2 separate regions of the Mus musculus genome follow, and region 2 is linked to region 1. Evidence: chromatin contacts called from public ChIA-PET data. All regions are on one chromosome and are shown on one strand. Each heading gives the region's core, a stretch centred on a gene start, on an enhancer-like site or on the middle of the called end of the contact. The rest is flanking DNA. Distances are from core to core; before and after follow the strand shown. Region 1 overlaps Hltf (helicase-like transcription factor). Region 2 holds the start of Hltf (helicase-like transcription factor).

The links. ChIA-PET counts read pairs in DNA pulled down with a chosen protein or histone mark.
Region 2: a contact with region 1 is called in an RNA polymerase II ChIA-PET map of memory CD8 T cells, with 126 read pairs. The contact joins the promoter of Hltf here to the enhancer-like site in region 1. A contact is called at or near these places in 3 of 39 promoter capture datasets (the C10 cell line, embryonic stem cells and neutrophils), 16 of 484 Hi-C or Micro-C datasets (the AML12 cell line, the C10 cell line, CD4 T cells and 7 more), 4 of 115 datasets of contacts at active chromatin or transcription factors (effector CD8 T cells, embryonic stem cells, epiblast stem cells and 1 more) and 3 of 9 other capture datasets (adipose tissue, liver and pancreatic islet).

The regions. Positions count from the first base shown.
Region 1 is chr3:20,103,193-20,107,362 of GRCm38.p6, forward strand. It overlaps Hltf (helicase-like transcription factor), which reads left to right. Exons shown (of 25, transcript NM_009210.3): 19 at 2,449-2,573; 20 at 3,158-3,336. Among named protein-coding and RNA genes, the nearest start is that of Hltf, 47 kb to the left of the region's middle. Within about 2 kb of position 1,394, at least 55 of the 459 cell types and tissues checked have an H3K27ac peak or open chromatin away from gene starts, as enhancers often do. A contact at or near this core is called in the G1E-ER4 cell line, adipose tissue, effector CD8 T cells and 3 more, where this site is marked.
Region 2 is chr3:20,055,480-20,059,649 of GRCm38.p6, forward strand. Hltf (helicase-like transcription factor) reads left to right here and starts at 2,332. Exons shown (of 25, transcript NM_009210.3): 1 at 2,332-2,528; 2 at 3,420-3,627. The coding sequence starts at 2,509.

The sequences.
Region 1 (4,170 bases), core at 144-2,643:
GGGAACGTCCGCTTGCAGAGGTGGGCGTAAAGGAAGAACAGTTTCTAACGTGGGATCAAAAGCTCTGCATTAGACCTGTCATGTGAACATACGGGATTGACTTTACCCGCTGGAGAGGCAGGTATGGAGTTCAGTGCTCCCAGTTTGACTCTTAAGTTTCTGTTATTTGTGAGTGATGAGCCTGAGTAAAGTCACCTAAGAGAGTGATTAAGTTAAAAGTAGGTCTATCCGAAAAGGTACTAGCGTGGCTGGTAAAACAGTGGGAAGCCTCTTGCCAGCATGCCATGTGGTGGGTCCCACAAGCAGTTTCCTAAACCAACAAGCTGAATGCCAGTCAGATGTAGCCATGCCCGGGAGGGAATGCAGAGTGCTGAGGAAGCTGTCTGTTTGAATTGTGTTCTCAGGGATGTTATTGTTAAAGTAACCTCTTTCATAGGTAGTAGACTTATTAATACTTTATAAGCATTGATTGAGTATAATTGATCTAAGTATTTAAATGTGCACATTAATGGTGTCTTATTAAGTAAGTACAATGAACACTTTTTTTTTTTTTTAATTATTTTTTGGATTAGGAGGCTAAGGCACAGGAGACAGAGTTGTTATTTGAATTTTAGCAGGTTGGTTTCAGAACGTGGAAGTTTATCGTGTGTATTATGTTGCCTACTTTTTTACTTTCTTCACTATCCAAAACACTGCCACTGTCACTACTAGTATATATAAGGTTTATAAAGTAATCCAGGTCGTGTTGTAATTGCTTTGTACACACTAACTTCATGAGTAGTCCTCCCAGATGTGGTGTGTAACTGTTATAGCTGAGGACACAGGCAGGATTAGGCTGCTGGCCAAGTCTGCATAGCTAAATTGACAGAATGTACCAGTCTGACTTTAAAATTTCTGCTTTTCACCAGGAGACTTGATTGCATCATCAACTTGACGTTTCAGATTGGATATGTAATTTTTGGATTAATTATTCTTCTCTTCCACACTGAGTATTTCTTTGAAAAAAAAATAATAGTCAGTTTTGCCTTTCTATAGCCAATTCTTGTCTTCAGACTTAAAGAGAAAGCTTTTATTTTGGCTTTCTGCTCCAGAGGTGTCAACCCATGGTAGTGGAAACTACAGAGTGGAACGGAGCAATATCATGATAAACAAGAGGCGGACAAGAGAGCACCGGAAACAAGTGCTCAAGTCAGGGCAAGATCCGTCTATTCCCCAAAGGCTTAGAGTTTCTAGAACCTCAGGCGTCAGTCAGTGCTGTAGCTGGAGACCTGGAGTTCAGCGCATGAAGCATTGGAGAGTGTTTCATAAGTAAAAAATAGCAAGGAGCCTGATGTGCACATCCACGCCCCCACGGAAGTACAGCAGTTTGATCAGGGCCTTCCTGTTGACTTTCTGGAAGATATAGATAGCACCATTTAAATCTTTCAATTCTATGTATCTGCATCCTCCCCCTCCCCCTGACACCCACACCCTTTAAAAAGAAAATGTACTGTTTTTGTCCTATTTTTCTTGTCTTTTGTTGTTGTTGTTCTATTTTCTTTCTGTGTTTTTAAATGTCTTCCCACTGCTCTTTATTGGTATTGATTTATTTATCATCCTTTATAACTATTTTTTGTTTTCTTAGTCCTATGTCCTTTCATATGGTTTTGTCAGTGGTTTTAGTGTGTGGTGGTCTGAATGAAAATGGTCCTCATAGGCTCATAGGAAGTGGCACTGTGGGGAGGTTTGGCCTTATTGGAATTGGTGTGACATTGTTGGAGGAAGTGTGTCAGGGGGGTTGGGCTTTGAGGTTTCAGAGGTGTGTCCAGTGTGGCACTCTCTTACTGTTTTCCGGTCCGGATGTAGAACTCTGAGCTACCTGGAGGTGCTCACAGTCATAAATTTTATGCTTTCTGTGGTAACTTTCTGGTGAGTTTAATTTCACTGCCTTCTTTGCTCTTTGCTGGTTATTCAATGTTTGACTATTTTGAGTTCTTTTTGGACGAGCTGTTTGTCCAGAGTCATGTATAGGTCCAGGCCATCAAGAAATACTTAATTTTCTTATTATTCATGGGAGTCAGTATAATGTAAATTCTTCTAGGTTTTATTGGTTTTTATATAACAGAGATCAGAAACATAATTACTTACAAAATTGATTATTATACAATAACACTCCCCCTACTGTGTGTGTGTTTTGTGAATATGTGTGTATGTGTGTGTGTGTGTATAAATTGGATTGAAAATTGAAGTCATCATGCATACACCCTATTTCTGTTTTTACAGAAGAGATATGAATTTTCCTTTCAGTATGTATGTACCACTTACTTTGAAGGGCCAGCTGAGGTCTGTAGGTCATGCATATTGACATTTTCCTAGGTGACTTTTTTTCTTGGTTTCATTAAAGATGAGCTTGCTTTTGTTTTTGTTCTTGTTTAGAGATGTTCATAATGTCTGACATTTTATCCCTAGGTATTTTACTGAAGGGACTGTCCTTGCACACTATGCAGATGTCTTGGGTCTTCTGCTTAGATTGCGGCAGATTTGTTGCCATACCCATCTTCTTACAAACGGAATGTCTTCAAGTGGCCCCTCCAGTAAGGAAATGGGATTAGTTCATACCATTGTGTTTGCTAAATATTTCAGTTAGAAGACAGGTTTTTATGCAACTTGAATTTGATCTATTACTTTGATATACCTTTGCTGTAAGATTTTTTTAAAATTATATTTTTATTCTGTGTGTTTGTATATGAATATCATGGGTGCATGGATACATGTGTGGGAGATCAGAGCATAACTTGCAAGAGTCAGTTCTTTCTGTACCATGTTAATTCATGTTGTCAAGTGTGGTGGCAGATGTCCTTAGCTGAGCCATCTTGCTGGCTCCAAGAATTTTTTATGAATGAAATGGAAGTATGATACCAATGTAGAAGAATATTCAAACTGGTTTTTTCTTGTATGCTGCTAGTGTGGCAGATGTTATTTTATGAGGTGCTTAAGTGAGATGGCTATTGTACCTTCATAGGTTTCCTTAGAATTCCAAATTTATGGCATGATTTCTGCAAATACCAGAATAAAGATGAAAGACAATTAAGCAAAATTTTCTTATATAAGATAAATTGTTCTAGTCACATTACCAAGTTTGTTCTGAAACTAATTCTGAAGTGTCTTTTTTTCCTAGGAAGTGACACGCCTGAAGAGCTGAGAAAGATGTTAATAGAGAAGATGAAGATAATTCTGAGCTCTGGTTCAGATGAGGAATGTGCAATCTGCCTGGATTCCTTAACATTTCCTGTGATAACCCACTGTGCACACGTGTTCTGTAAACCTTGTATCTGTCAGGTCATTCACAGTGAGCAGGTGAGTTTGTTGTTCAGTATGGACTCAGTGTTTGACGGAGTGATTTACCTTTCTTTGGTATAATAAAAACCCAGCCACGTTCCAGAGATGATAAGGTGTTCCTTACTTGAATTTAATAATGCACCTTTTATGGTTAATAATCTCATCATTGTAGTAAGTGGTGTATTTATTATAAATTAAATGGCACGACTTTTGGGGGACATTATTATTTAGTCAGTAATTCTAGTTCTAAATTTCAGATCCTTGTGTTCAAGTAAATATATTAATAGAGAGACAATGAATTTAAATTTTATTAATTTTATTTTTTTAATTTTTAAAAAGTAAAAACGCAACATGTTTAATTTAGTCTAGTATATTTAAAGCACTTATTAATATATTACTTTCTTTTCTTAAACTAAGTTTAACATCGGATGGCATTGCGCTTTTACCATCCTAATGTGACTCAGTTGTGTCTCAGCGATCTGCTTGACACGTACAACTCATTACTGTGTTGAGTGGTGTAGGGTAAACTAGGGCTAGAGTCTTCTGTGAAAAAAGTCTGAAGTTGAATGATATGTTAAACAGTCTGTCGGCTAATGCAAATTCAAAGTCTTTTTAAATGTTCTACACTCTACATGTGGGAAATGCACACATTGCACTTACAGGCTTGATTCTGAAGTCAAGAGCTTTGTGAACCACTATCCTAATCTCCTCCTCCCAGTCATTTACCTTTCCCTGCTGAGAGGTGCTCCTTCATAGACATTTTTCATGTAGTTTGAATTTTAGAATCTTTCTCTTGCAGTGATACTGAGTATGTAGTTAAGATACAATCTCACTTTATTAGGTCCTGCTTTG
Region 2 (4,170 bases), core at 1,082-3,581, 47 kb before region 1:
CTTCTTGCCCACCTGAATACCAGGACCCTGATTCTCCTGCGGGTTGAGGGGCCGACTGAGTCCAGTCCTTGTCAGAGGACAATGGTTTGTCTTTGATGTTGGGGTTTAGGTTTTTGCTCTCAGCAGAAAAAAAAATGCTGTTAAAGAACCATGTTATAAGGAATTTTATTATTTAGTCCAATGAGCATAGCTTTCTTAATTTTACACATAAAATGTTACCAGTTACTGTGGAGGCTGAGGCTTCTGCTTCAGGATCAAAGTTGCCCTCAGAATCCCCAGCCTGGGTAACTTTCTGAGTCCTTGTCACAAAGTTTCAAATAAAATAAAGGCTGTGGATAGAGAGCTTTCCCAGGTTGGACAGGCCCTAAGATTCAATACCTAATACTGGAAAAAAAAAAAAACAAACAAAAACCCAAAACCCAACTTTGCATTTGTATCATAATATACCATGAAGAAAGTAAAATATCCGAAGCAAACGAAACATTATCTGCAGTAAGTTTCCTGTTGGGGGAATGAAATATTTCATTCTTCAGATTCTCAGTGAGGGCTAGAGATGTAACTCAGAGGAAGAGTGCCTGTTTAACATGCACAAAAATCCCAGGGAAGATGATGCGCCATCAAATGAATCTTCTGTAAGGCTGATTAACTGAGCTACAATGATTGTGCAGCATTTCAAATGCTGCAAACCCAGAGCCAAATTTTCTTAGGCCATCTCTAGCCTTCTTAATTGCTACTTATTGTCCTCCTCTGCACTTAACATGTTTCTGTGACCACAGGGTAAATCATTTGGAATGTACATACAGTGCTACCACTCAGCAAACTAAACAGCTAAGGATAATGTCAGTATCTTAGGTCTCTAATAAAGGTTCCCTGTAATACTCTTTCCCACCTACCTAATGGTCACACCAAATATATTTGGAAAGTATCTTGATTTATGACTTTCTTTGTCCTGTTAGTATAAAAGCTTCATGAAATGGCTTCAATTGAAACATAGCACTTGGGGTGGCCTAATTCTGTGTTCCCAGGCCAATGACTGATATTTGCCTCCAGCATAAATTGTCTCTTAATACTGTTAAAGTTAGTTTTCTTGTTTTTGCTTCTCTCTCTCTCCTTTCTTTTTATCATAGCATTCCCTAGGGTGCCATTCCAGCAGACAATCCTCAAATGGTCACATTTTACTTTTAGTTCACAGATCATCAATATTTAAGACAATGAACATGTGCCTCTTAAAACATCTTACTGACCACCTTTCATCCTCTGCTGATGGAAGCATAAAATGGACCACTCTAGGAAGGATGACTTCCAGTGTTTAAAATGTTTACAAACACATCTAGACATTCCGATGGTTTACAGCACACCCTATTATGTTTGGCTGGGCAATACCTTTAGCTTCCTACTGTTGGTGCAGCAGAAGATGCAGCAGTTAATGGCTGCTTCATCAAAAGTAGTTTTATGGTCTTTCAAGATGCTGGAATTACCTTTACCTTGCCTGATACTGTTGCATACAAAACTCCAAAGTGAAATGTCCCTTTAGATTATAAAGTATAAACATATAAACTTTATATGCCCCAGTACAGGGGAACGCCAGGGCCAAAAAGGGGGAGTGGGTGGGTATGGGGGACTTTTGGGATAGCATTGGAAATGTAAACGAGTAAATACCTAATTAAAAAAAAAAAGAGAGAAAAAAAAAGTTTCTTTATAGTGCCTCCTTCATTTTCCTAAGAAAACACACGTAGCCCCAGCCACCACCTCGGACCTTACAACTAATGTTGGACCAGTCTGCCTTTTTCAGCAAGAGCTATAAGGTTGTATTACTTTATGGCTTTCTTCTACCAAGGGAAAAAAATTTCTTTAAACACAATAAAAGCGAGATGGGAGAAGGAAATTCGTAAGTTCTCATTCAGATTTCCAGAACTCAGGGTCTCGCATACACGGAGGTCGCTAAGAATAAATAGAGTCAGGGCTCAGCAGAGGAAATGCAGGTATCCCACCCAGGGCTCCTACTGGAGTAGGCCCTGTTAGGCATTCCATCAGATAGGGAGCGTCTGACCTATGGGGACATCCTTGAGGAGTTAGGGCAGTGGCTAGAAGACCTCTTTCCCCCTAGTCCGTCAGAACCTTGAGCCCTGTGGCTCACTCAAGAAGCCTCGATGTTTTACCGTGCAAGGCGTCTCGGACTGCGGAAGAACCAGGTAGAACCCGGACGCGCCGCACTGCCTTTGAATCGCAGCACTGGGCGGAGCTCCCCACCCTCTTGTATTGTGATTGGTTGGTCTTCGTAGACTCTTCCTTTGGATTGGGCCCTGGCGGTGCCGATCGCAGAACGTCACCGGTTTCTCAGACTGTTGCAGGAAGGAGTGGTGTGGACACGTCTCACCGGGCGGACGCGGCCTGGCGGTTCTGATTTGGATTCCGGCGCCTGGGCCACGACGCCTTGAGGAGCTTTATCAGGCTGTCTGGGAAGATCTGGGGAGCCCAGGGCATCCCGAAGTCACCCCGCCCCGCGCCATGTCCTATACGTTCACGAGGTGAAGGGCTGAGGGGGGCTGGGCGTGAGGCCAATTGCTCTGCGCTCTATTCTAGTGAAGGTGCGCGCCCGGGCGCTTTATAGGTGCAGTTTGCATCCCTTCTGCGGGTCGCTTGCCGGTGTTGCTCCTGGAGGCACCAATGCATTGTCGCGGCTGACCAGAGTGGCTGCGACCTCGGAGAATCTGCGTCAAGGGCTTGGCGGGGGGGGGGGGGGGGGGTGGCGGGGGGGGTGGAAGCGGGGGGTGATTTATTCACCAATGTTATCCCACTGTTCGCTAGGCATTGTTATGGTAACAGCTTCCAACTTGTATTTCCCGGCACTATGCAAAAGCGCACTAAAGCATATTTGCAGAGGAGCTGAGAGGGAAACTCGCGACTTGATAGCCCCGTGTGTTTTTAGGAGAACTACATCTTCTAGGAGGCTTCCAGCAAACACCTCTTTTCATCATCTACTGTGGTTTTCATGCCCATTTTTGCAACAATTATCCCTATCCTTTAAAATAATGGGGCTTCAAGGTCAGTTCTCTATAGTGTCACAATTTAGATGCTCGATTTAAAATGTGTTCTGTTCCAAAGGAGTTAAAGCAGAGGATGCTGTGGATGCATTTATGTTAAAATTTAAAGTTATTTTCATAGCGGGCAGTGGTAGCCAAGTACCTGGGAGGGAGAGGCAGGTGGATCTCTGAGTTTGAGGCCAGCCTGGTCTACTGAGCGAGTAGGACAGCCAAGGCTACACAGAGAAACCCAGTTTCAGAAAAGGAAAGAGAAGAGGGGAAGGGGTTAGGGGACCAGGACAGCCAGGGCTATACAGAGAAACTCTGTCTCGAAAAACCAAAAAAAGAAAAACAAGTCCTGTTTTGTTTTTGGTTTTTTGTTTTGTTTTAAAACAGGGGTCCTGTTTGGAAGTATTCGCAGTCTGTCCAGTATGGATCACACGAAAATATTCCAAGACTTTCATACTCAACTTTCTTGCCACATTTTGAATTCCAAGACATTATTCCTCCAGATGACTTCCTAACGAGTGATGAAGAGCAAGATTTGGTTTTATTTGGAACTATGAGAGGACAAGTTGTTGGACTACGCTATTACACAGGAGTTGTAAGTAAAAGATTAGATAATAAAATTATGGTATGTTTATGGTTTTAACAGTAAGTTATAGTAAAAGGTGATGTATACAATGAATGTTTTACTTTGAATGAAAGGCTAGTCATAAATACCTTGACTAACTGATTAACTTCTTACTTTTCTCCTATGCTTATAGTTTATAAAGCACTTTTGCCCACACATTTGGTCCTTGTGATTACTGAGGAACGTGGTAAATTTAAGAAATGACTTCAAATCCATCATGTTTTGCATTAGGTTATTCATTTTTGTAGTAAAAACAGTCCTTGTTCTTTCTTATGTATTCCTGTTCTCTGAAATGAATGTATGTGAAAATGTGTGTGAGAGAAAGAAAATGGACAGATTGAGAATATATATATATATATATATAATTTTCTTTGAACAATAATCTTTATTAAGGGCATCTTTGTTATTTAGTAATATAATTCTAATGATATTTAATTTATTATGAGAAAGTTTCTAACAAAATGAGAATAAGATTCAATGGTTAGCAAGTATTTTCTATTTTTGCTTGCTTTC